Regions from separate parts of the Zea mays genome. Here region 1 is linked to region 2. Evidence: chromatin contacts called from public Hi-C data. All regions are on one chromosome and are shown on one strand. The core of a region is the stretch at or near the end of the contact, and the rest is flanking DNA. Distances in the headings are between cores, read along the strand shown. Region 1 holds the start of LOC100274393. Region 2 holds the start of LOC100275125.

The links. A called contact is a pair of places that touch in the nucleus more often than the background predicts.
Region 1: a Hi-C map of ear shows a contact between it and region 2, with 2.8 times the contacts expected there. The contact joins the promoter of LOC100274393 here to the promoter of LOC100275125 in region 2. A contact is called at or near these places in 5 of 25 Hi-C or Micro-C datasets (bundle sheath, ear, endosperm and 2 more).

Annotation. Positions count from the first base shown.
Region 1 is chr4:248,748,381-248,754,009 of Zm-B73-REFERENCE-NAM-5.0, reverse strand. LOC100274393 reads right to left here and starts at 2,736. Exons shown (of 5, transcript NM_001360587.1): 1 at 2,503-2,736; 2 at 1,785-1,847; 3 at 1,298-1,378; 4 at 941-1,103; 5 at 12-570. The coding sequence starts at 2,597. The coding sequence ends at 277. It also overlaps a transcript of LOC100384063 not described here.
Region 2 is chr4:248,487,576-248,493,151 of Zm-B73-REFERENCE-NAM-5.0, reverse strand. It overlaps LOC100275125, which reads left to right and starts at 3,879. Exons shown (of 7, transcript NM_001349910.1): 1 at 3,879-4,104; 2 at 5,204-5,541. The coding sequence starts at 5,277. It overlaps LOC100272510, which reads left to right. Exons shown (of 12, transcript NM_001146979.1): 10 at 592-728; 11 at 836-913; 12 at 1,221-1,569. The coding sequence ends at 1,319.

The DNA.
Region 1 (5,629 bases), core at 1,487-3,986, 260 kb before region 2:
ACTCACGAACGGGGCAAAGGGCACAAGGCAGCAAAGGACACATTTGCCAGCTAGAGGGTTAAGATCCACATATTAATTACATGCATCACCCTTCAATAGAACAAAGCAAGTTGATGACGACTGCTGGAAGCAACTGTTACAGCATAAACATGACGCGAGTTGCGAAACTTGATTCCTCCTCTCCAGGGACCTACTAACTGATACTCTGATCTGCCGCCCAATGCATGAAACGGCATGGCGATTGGCGAGTCAACACCCCAAGGCAGCTAGCTGCCCCTAAGCATTAGGCGGCCAGAGCTTTGGGTCTTGAGTTGTGTCCACGATGGTCGGAGGCAGCCACTGCCACATTGCCATCCCAGGGAAAGGTGCAGGGATTGGAGCACTTTTGTTGCCTGCAGCTTGCTGTGGCGGCACAAATGGAGCAAATGCAGCCGGGTGGTATGAAGCTGGATGAGGGAGATGGGGAACATATCCTGTAGGAGCTACACTCATGGCTTTGACTTGCTGCTCCAGCCTATCTTTCTCTACCTTCAGCCTCACTTTCTCTTCGCGGAGCTCATTCTTCTCCTCCTGAAACAATAATAGAACATTTCCTTAATTCGAACAAACAAATTTGGTCGGACAGTAGGCTTCTTATAGATGCGTGGGAGGTTACACTGTCCTGTCCATGCCTAAACTTGCATGTTTAAAAATGGCCAATCTAGTCTAGTCTAGAAACTAAATTGGACCAAACAATGGCTGCAGACATGGTTATGAGTTCAGTAGGTTTGCCTACTTGGAGCCTTGGACTCTGGTGCATAAGCAGAAGACAAAAAAATATCATGCATTTTAAAGAAACAACAAAACCTTAGAAGGCATTGAGAAGCATGTGGAGGGCATCTAAGAATCTGAAATCCTAGACAAAGATTTGTAAGTCAGGTAGGGTGTATGGGGAAGATACCTTCAGGTCCTTGATATTCTCCCGCAGCTTCTCATTTGATTCTTTAAGCTTTTCTGCCTCACCTCTAAGTTGTGCCACCATACGGGCTGCGTCGCTCAAGATATTGGCTTTATCCAACTTTGCTTGTTTTCCAGGATTCATAACCGAACTTAATTCCAGGAACCTGCAAATCAAAGTAACAGATGAGAACTAAGATATGTGCAAGTAAGTGCATTCACCATTCCTTGTCTTTTGAGCAACAACTTGTGAGGTATAGGACATATTCGCAGCAGTGTTTCAAAGGTGTGGCCTACGCGTCCAGGCGTACCCAGCTTGCCTTGTTGCCTAGCAGCCTTTTAAACATTGATTTTGCAGTACCTGTCATTCAGCTTGTCCCTCCTCATTTTTTCACGACAAGCTTTGGATTTTAGACCAGATGAACATGGTTCATCTCTACCCCTGCACAGAACAGATATTTATATTACTATAGAGCAGAACATAAGGAAATACCATGTACAAGCCGAATGCTATGTTCATAGTGTTAGTGATGCCATTGCCAAGCATAAGAAAATGAACACACCAGATCACATGGGAATTGAAATTTGATTGGAGATAATTCATAGCAATATGCTATACAATCACTATCATCTGATTGCATGTGCACACACTTGATGTTTTACAAACTTGTTGGCATCTTGTAGAAACCTTTAAAGCCAGAGAGGTTTTCCTGTTTGGGGCCTGAACCCCATGAGAAGGACGGACAAGATGCCCAAATAGACACACATGATGGATAGAAACTTGACAGTGTTCACCCACATGCACGCACTTCACAATCAGAATGAAGAGTTACGACAAGAAACAATACCTTTTGCCCAAATTAGACTGCTCAAATCCACAAGCATCTCCATTGACACCCTCAATCCCAAGTCTGCTACAATTGCAAAGTAAGTACCGAACAAATGCCACAACAGGAAAGGAAATGCACGTGCAGAATAGCTTCTCAAATATCTAATAAATCATTGTGCTGCTTCATGCTTGCATTCCAGTCAGAAGATAAGAATCAAATGTCTATGATCATGATAATGCAAATCACTTGAATCGATATATTATTATACTATAATGCATGATTGATCAGCGGAAAAGGTTATACCAGCTAGCAAACAAACTCCAATTGCTTCAAGGTACAGTTTGTACATGATCATAGCAGCAGTAAGTGTGTTGGTGAACCAGTAAAAACATTTCGTACAGGTATTAGTTCCCGAACCAACTAGTACTGCAAATCTCTCAAATATCTGAACTTCAGATGCAGATATCAAAGGTTACAGGATTGCAGACTCGACTGTCAGATGCATAAGCCTTCGTCCTTTCCTTTTGACAAAAAAACGAAATATAATATGCGAATAGTTTTTAGACGCTATACGTCAGCCAAATCAAATAATTAGTCTACCACCGCCCACAATTTTTTCTAACAAGCCCAAAAAGCAATCTGCAGCGAAAACGACCTAGGTGCGCCGCGCCATAAACAGAAACGCAGTCTACATATATACTACGGGAAAGGACTGTTCCGGTCGGCATCGCCGTACCCTCCGTCGCAGAAGATGGCTAGATCTTCGTCGTCGACGGCGCCGGAGATCAGGAAGTCCTCCACGGGGTCTCCGCCTCCGGCGCAGTTCATCATCGCGGGTGCGGGTGCGGGCGCGCGGCGGCCGAGGGGGAATCCGCGGTCGGGGGCAAGGCTAGGCTAGGGCTCCGCGGGGTCGGGCGGGCGAGAGCGAGACGAAAGGTCGAGAACGAACCGGGCTCGTGCTTTGCAGAATGCCCCCTGGATGCGGCCCAGTTTGTTAACAAGGTCCCCGCGGAGGCGCGGGGGAGGGGCCCTTTGGACTTTCGGGAGATGCCAGGGGCCTTGATGCGATGAAGTTGGTGGAGGGTTGGTTGGTGGTGGGATATGGCCACGTGAAGATCAGGGATGGATGGATGCTCTGTGTTTGGTGCCGTGTGGTCCCGCTTGTAGTTTCATGTAGAAATTTCATTTGAGCTTTATACTAAAATAGTTGATATAACACTATATTATTGGACAGAGATGAGTAAGAGTTGTATGATAGCAGATATAGTTTTTGGAGATAAAACTCTTATCTATAGTGTCTAAAATATGGGTGTGACCTAATGGTATTGAAATACTTTAATTATTCTAAATTATAAAAATATTTTAACTATATATTATTTTTTGCTACTGCAGGCATGCTGGCTCCTCGGCTTAGCCAAGTTTGCATTTCTATTTTGATATATTCGACAGGTACATGATACAACGTTGCATAGTAATCTATAATAATGCTTGTGTGCATGGAGCTAGAGCCTCTAGCAGCGGTGCTAAACGAGATATATGTAGACATATCGTCTGATTGGTTGCCACATCTACGTGCGCCGGTCTCGCACGAGCCTGCATCGCCAGCAAACACCCTCACCTACTTCTCCACACATGCAAGATCCGACAGGTAAAAGTCGCGTGTAAGAAAGATAGAAACCGATTTATGTAACAGCATACGTGCCACTTTTATGTTCTATGTTTTCTTTTTGTTTATATATAAAAAAAAAGTTTACATAATTGGAAAGACTTACAGATCTGAGAGGCACAGAATGCACAAAAGACGTGTGGCGGCCGAACAGCGAGCGCGTGGAGTCAACACTGGACTTGACAGTGATGGGCCGCAATAGATGGAGTATAATATTTCGCAGTGGGCTTACTGTTATCTGAGTACGTGACGGATCTGATTCCCTTTCGCCAGCTTGGTTGGGCGGGCTGCTTATCTTCAGTTATTTTGGGCTCCCACTTGTTGCAGTGGGCCTAATTCGGGCGCCTTGCTCTGGCTAAAGACAGAGACTAATGTCGAGACAACATAGCTTTGTGCAACTATAATAATTTGATAGTAACAGTACGATCTAAACACACACAGCAGTGTCCATATAATAAAAATCACACCAACGAAGTCACAAACTAGCTCGAGGCACAGAATCACACCAACGAAGTCACAAACCAAATAAAAATCCAAAACAATCTGCAATTTTTCCCTCATACATAGTCAATATACATAATAGCTCAGCCACACAAGGGACTGTACTGCGCGCAGGAAAGCCGGACACTATCAATATAATCTGTAATTAATAGTTATAGATATGAAAAAACATAAGTCATGGCGCCTACTATTCAAAGCGAAGAATGAAAGAGAAAAGTTCACTTTGCAGCTAAATAGTATTTGAATCTTAAAAAACTTATGCATGGCTTTAAGATTTTGAAACCATCTAAGTAAGTTTTTTATAAGTAAAAGAAAGTGTAACAGTACAACAAAACAAATACTATCTAAAGAGTAAGCTAACCCTTTTCCACAACGTCAAACCAACAAAACTGCATTCCATATCAAACTGATTTAGGTTCTAAACAATCACACGTGCAACTATCTTTCCTATAAAAAAATGAATGGAGTGCAACAATCCTAGAATAAGCCCATCGCTGGCAGATGTAAAACTGACTTTTCTCAAAAAGAAAATAAGAAACTGTATGGAATGCCCAAAATCAGTAGAGATTCTACACGTACAATTGCTCAAGTGTTGTGTTGCCAGGTCATGAGCAAAGAAACTTATAGGATCAGCTGCAGCTGGTGTCACTTGCAAATCTGTGTCGTTGCTTGTGCCGAAAGCAGCAGAGAAGGTGGATCTGCAGCTTTGCAAAGCCAGGAGTAGGTGGATTGGTGGCTAGGTTTAGGCTAAGCCTCACTGACAACAGGTTTAGTCGACGCAAAGGTCGCATGCAATTGCCTCCATGGCCATGAGCCACACCAGGATGAGATGCAATTGTTATATGCAGATAAGGAGAGCGAGATAGATGGTCAGATGGAGCAGGAACCCAGCGAGAAATGGCAGATTAGGTGGCAGCATGAGCAAGCACAAGCGGGTTCAGGTTCAGGCTTAAGCTGAGCTGCTGACATAGCAAAGTAGTATCAGTACAGGAGGAGGAGGGGGGATAGCAGGAGTGGGGGGTGGCAGTGGCAGACACTCATGTGTGTCTGCAGAATCTCCAGATCCGAGGCCACCGGTTGGGTATATCTATAACAGAGTAGTATCATGTATATCTATAAAAATGAAGAAAGTTACATAAGTACAAAATTATAACAGAGGAAGATACAAGACATCCAGGCCCAAAAGGAAAAAAGAAGAAAAAAAAACAGAAACTAAGAGTAGTGTCTCTCCAAGGGCTTGTTCGGTTATTTTCAATCCATATGGATTGGAAGGGATTTTGACTTGCTAGGGATTGAAACCCCCTCAATCCCTCTCAATCCATATGGATTGGGGTAGAACCGAACAAGCCCCAAAGGGTGAGGGGATCTCTTCTACTCTGCTTCGCTTCGACGCACCAAGCTAAGCTCCTGTTTCATCTTTTCCAAATATCGAAGTTACAGGTAGCATTGTCAAAGATAATGCTATTGATTGCGAGTAGTCCAAATAATCCAACCACCTTTAATATCTATTTCTCTTTAAATTAGATCACCAAAGTTTGTCCTGGCTTCAATCATCATGTCTAGAGGTGGCAGACTCAGATCACATTGGATGGGAATTGTGTTCCAGCATGATTAGCCAAAACTGCATTCAGAGGGAAGGTGGATGCTGGTTCCCACACAGCCATTATTACACAGAACATAACTGTAACCATTCAGT
Region 2 (5,576 bases), core at 2,630-5,129:
TATTTCCTTGTGCTATGTTACATTCTGCTTTGCAGTGATGTAGATTTTGCCCCCCTTATTGAACGGTAATATCAGCCCCTGTAGGATTGTCAAGTGCCAACTTTGTTCTGCATAGATTATCTGTACCAAGCTGCTATATATTGCAACATTATTAGAATGTCTATAAGGAGCATTTGCTGATATGATGTATCAGTGGAGCTCTTGCTTTTGTTGATTCATGGGGATTGAACAGAATTTATGGTATGGTTACTTATGGTTTCTATATATTCTCTGTAGCACTTTGACAGAGAGTCAATGTTGTAACTAGAACTGGTCTTATTGGTTTGAGATCATGCTCTGGACCATATTGTTAGGTCCATGCTCAGCTATACTTTCAGTCCATCTCGTTGCATGCAGTCTTAAGTTATTGTCAATACAACCAACATATGTGTCCATTCCTGGCCCCTGGAGGACCACACAACATGCATCAACAAAAACCAATTATAATTTCAATCGATTCAAGCTGCATACAGAAATGTGATATTTGAATCTGAATGTAGGCAGTTTCCAAGCCATCCAGCACATAATATGTATCTGTACTTTTGCTTGCAGGCATTTTTGTTGCACTTGCCTTGCGCTTTGATGTCTCAAGAGGTATCAAGAAGCGTTACTTCAACAGCGCATTTTCGGGATACGCCGTGGGTATGGCGGTGACCATCATTGTAATGAACTGGTTTCAAGCTGCACAGGTGAGTTCTGTTGCTCAGGTTTATATGGTCCTGTTTCCCCTTGTTTCTGTCACCTCTGTGATATTAATACTATGGTTATTTGGGGGGGGGGGGGTGGCTTATTGCAGCCGGCTCTACTGTATCTCGTTCCAGGTGTGATCGGATTCGTCGCCGTACACTGTCTCTGGTACGGAGAAGTGAAACAGGTCAGATTCTGAATACTTACTGCAGCTACCGTTCCAGAGAAAAAGATTTGTCTTTATGCACTTGTTTGATGATTGAACTCAAGAACGTTGATGCCTTGATGGCGATCTGTAGTTCCATCTCCTGGTCATCTGTTTCATTTTTATCATCTTTATTTTTTGTACGGGTGGGTGGGGGCGAGGTGTGCTTTGCAAAGTTTTATGATCCTTCCTGTTTCCCACCCCCAAAAAAAGGGTAAGCATGCTATAAAAAAATATGTATGAGAATTCAGGACTTTCTGAGTTGTGAGCACGTTTCTTACAAATGCAGCTGCTGGAGTTCGACGAGTCAAAAGCTGAGGCGGAGGAAGGCGGTGCAGAAGGAGAGCAAGATGGTGATGGTTCCAAAGCCAGCAAAAAGGTGGACTAGCATGATTTAGTTCCGGGAGGTAAAAAAGAGGACAGGGAGACATTTTTCGTGTAAGGTCGTCTTGCAGCTAGCTAGCTAAACGGGCTTGTTGCCCTCTCTAATACTTACTTGATAACTTAGAAAATGGTTCAACATGATACTAGTTTTTTGTTTGTTTGTTTTCCTTTGCGGATCATTTATTTGGCTCGTTAAGGAATTCTCTCACCAGTCGCCAGAACCCTGACTGGGCCCGCCGCGACGCATTCATGCCATGCTTACTTTGCTTCTTTGCAGGCAAGAATTTCATTATGGACTATATTTTTACCGCCGTGCTTAATTATGTAGTCACGACACATAATTGTTAGGGTTTGTTCGGTTAGCTCTCAATCCATGTGGATTGAGTGAGATTGGATGAGTTTAAATCCTAAGGCTTTGTTCGGTTAATCCCGTTATCTATGGATTGGATTGGATTGGAAAAAAATTGTGAAGAAATTTGACTTGTTTGGGATTTAAACCCACCCAATCCCACTCAATCTACATGGATTGAGAGCTAACCGAACAAGCCCTAAGCAAGTCAAATTTCTTCTTAAATTTTTTCAATCTCATCCAATCCATGGGTAACGGGATTAACCGAACAAGGCCTTAGTTGGGGGTAAATTGTTTCCCAGTTTTATGAAGGTCGGTGGCGAACCCAGATCGGGCTGATGGCTTAGACTACTTTAGGATAATTGTCTTCTTTTTTCTTCTCCTCCTGAACAAATGAGAAGAATATGTTCTTGGCAACGACACGCACGTTAGTTACTATAGTTCTTGGCAACGAAGCAAGAATCTACATGTGTATATGAAAATGCATGCAAGATTGTATGATATCATTTCGGGCTTAATTAACTGGGTGAGTGACTTCATACATATTCTTCTCACAGTCACAAGCACGCATGCAAAAGAATTCTCGGTCGGGCAGCATCAGATTCAGATGCATATTCGTGTCTGGTTTCACATGCACCGCCGCGTCTTTACTTGCTCTTTTCCTGTTCCTTAAGCAATAAAAATGCTCTTTTCCTGTTCCTTAAGTAATAAAAAAGAGAGGCATGCATATTCGTCTCTGATCTCGACAGCTGCTCACAGATTGCTACTAAGGGTCAGTTTTATTTCTTCAGCGTCCTTCCTTTATTTGTTCTTTATTCTACATTTCCTACGTGTAAAAGCGTCTTGTTTAATAAGTTTATAAAAACATTGTCGATGTCGTCGTTTATGGCTTCGAATTGGAATCTATTTATTCAGGAGAGCAAATACCGAGATCCAATTGTCTGTCTTGCCCTTGTGCATTTTTTCTACTCTCAGGAGGAGTTACTTCCATCTTCAATAAATTATATTCCTTTTGTCTCAATTTATAATACGCTTAACTTTTGTGAATCAAATTTTACCGGCTTGGCTTATTCATTTTATTGCGATAAAATGAATAATTCAAATCTATATTTTAAGTATATTATATGTTAAAGATATCATAGTAAAAATTGATGATAGTTATGATATTTTTTTTAATATGACGAGCCGGTCAAATCTTATGTAAAAAATTCAAACGGATTATAAATTACAGATAATTTGTTTGGCTTTAATTTATAACATTTTCTATTATTTTTACAGTGTTTTATATCTATAGATTACACTTGCAACAGTCTAAATAGTTGTCTTTAATCTGAAGCGACACAACCTCTAGAACGAAGGTTTGATATAGCAAGATGTATATATGAACAACACACGATATTAACTTATGATAATATAGATCTAGACTAATATTCTTACTGTCGATCCGTTGATATTACCATCGTACATTAAGAGTAGTGGTCATTCTTATATAGAGAAGAGAAAGAATTATGAAATGGAAACTGGAGAGAACGTACAGTGTCGTCGTAACATGCATGGAAGATAGAGGAGAAAGGTGAACGATAGAGGTAGACCTGAGTGACAATGATGTGTATCATACTACTCGTGGTCGTGGACCACGTTTATTTGCATGTGTATGTACGTATAGTATATTCCGAAAATGATAAAAATCAAATATGGGCTGTTAGCATTAGCTGTTATATTACTCATATTTTGTTAACCCTGACTAGTATTGGCATTGCATGTATTTCTTTCTTCGCCCTGACTAGCAACCAACCAAGATCAGAAAGAGTTTGAGACTGAATTGCACTCGTTGTCTAGAAGCGAGTTTTATATAATACTCCCTTCAATCTTATATATCTGACGCCGGATAGTTAAATTTTACACTAACAAATGACAAATAAAAAAGATCGGAGGTAGAATATTTTTGGGACAGAGAGACTGAGCGTGTGTGTATAATTTATATTATAATTAAGTCCTCACTATTGACCCAAGTCAACATAGAGGGTAGAACTTGTGGTAGACAAATTAGGCTCCTTCTCATCATGGAATCACACCTAATCCTGCTTGTTCTTGACTAATGAACGATCTCGATGGGCTCACGGCTGACGTGGTACACCACGTACGGCCATCGTTAATCGTGTGGGGCCCAGCTGCCTCCATGTATACAGTCCCCCCCCATCCATCTCATCTCCCTCCTCTGTCTTTTCCAACAATAATAGTATAATACAGGCAGCTCACCTCCAAGATAAAATGGCCTGACGAAATGAGCTTCAGGGAAGGCCGCCGCCGCCTACTCCTCGTCCTCCTCTTCCTGGGGTGTCGACAAGCCGCGGCACGCTCCCACGGTCGGAGACGACCAAGATTTCCTCTTTTCCGAGGGGAGCACGAGCACGAGCACCAACGCCGACCCCGACCTGACGTAAGTCCTCTTCTCTCCTCCTCATGCTGTTTCCGAACTAGCACAACCTCCTCTCCTCTCCACCATTCCGCTCCTGGAGCCAGCCGAGCAAATCCCCGCGTCCCCAGCTGCCAATGGCCGCAGCGATTCGGAGCAAAAAGTCAAAGTCGCCCTCTTGGACTACCTACTAGCTAGTTCCTGCGCTGCGCATCCCTGTTCATCCTCTGCCTCCCGGCAGGCGGCAGCTGCTGCTTCCCCGTCTCCTAGTCCTGGCGGTACCAACATTTGCCAGCACCCAGCGACGGATTTCGCCAGAAGATCTGCGATTCAGGCCCGTCCTGCTCACCCTCACTCGCTAAAACAGTAAAACGAGCACGAACCGCATGGACGATTCAGGCTAGGCATCGCTGCACTTCTTTCGCCAAGCCCCCTCCCTCCCTCCCTGAGAGTTCGCTGGAGCGTACAGCTAGTGTGTGTATGGAAGGAAGCGTAGCACTTCGTGGGTCGTGGCAACCGCGCTCGGCAATACCCGGCCAACCTCATCATCATAGTAGCGTGGACCGTGGATTTTTTTTTTTGTCTGATCGACACAAGGAATGGAATCGATACCTTGCAGAGTGCCATGGTCTGAATGTCCAGCTTCAATCTGGACCACACGTTGCATTGCATCTTGGTTGTGGGATAGGGCCATACGAGCAAAGTTAGGTTCTGGATGTTGACTGCCAGAAGAACCCATGACCCATTTTCAAGCTTCAATTGCTGGGGGGTCGATCGGTGCTGGGATTACGCTTTGCGCCTTCTCTTTCTCTTCCTTCTGGAAATAGGAGAAGTGGATGTCATGATTGGTGTCTATCAAACCATTTTGTACCATATTAGATGTGAGTTCTTTCTTTTCCCGTTCATGATATATCTGGTGTAATCACCAAGTTGCTTTTATTTAAAACGTTTGGTTCATTATGTTCATGTTATTCCTATATTTGCTTCTTGCTGTCTATGCTTGTTCATCTCCTTCTCTCTTATTGTTTTCATTTCGCTTTACAAGTAACCACCCTATGTATTCGTTCTCTTGCACATGTTCACCCTGATAAGAAGGTGGCTCTATGTTTTTCTCTTCCGATAGGGCTCGCACACACATCGATAATTTGCCAACTTCTGCATAAGTTCGTAGCAGCCTCTGTAACATTTTGGCCAAAATGAGGATAGCTTTTCTCGTGCTGTTGGTTCTCTCCCTGTTTCTCCTCCCTAATGGGATCGGCAAAAGCTTAGCCGCAAGGCCTTCGGTCGTGAATATTGGGTCGATTCTTCGGTTGAACTCCACCACTGGAGGTGTTTCAGATGTTGCCATCCGTGCAGCAGTGGAGGATATCAACTCAGACCCCACAGTTCTAAATGGAACAACGTTACATGTTCAAACGAGGGATACAAACTGCGACGACGGTTTTCTTGGCATGGTTCAAGGTAGACTATCTTTAACACCGTACCCCTCCCCTTTT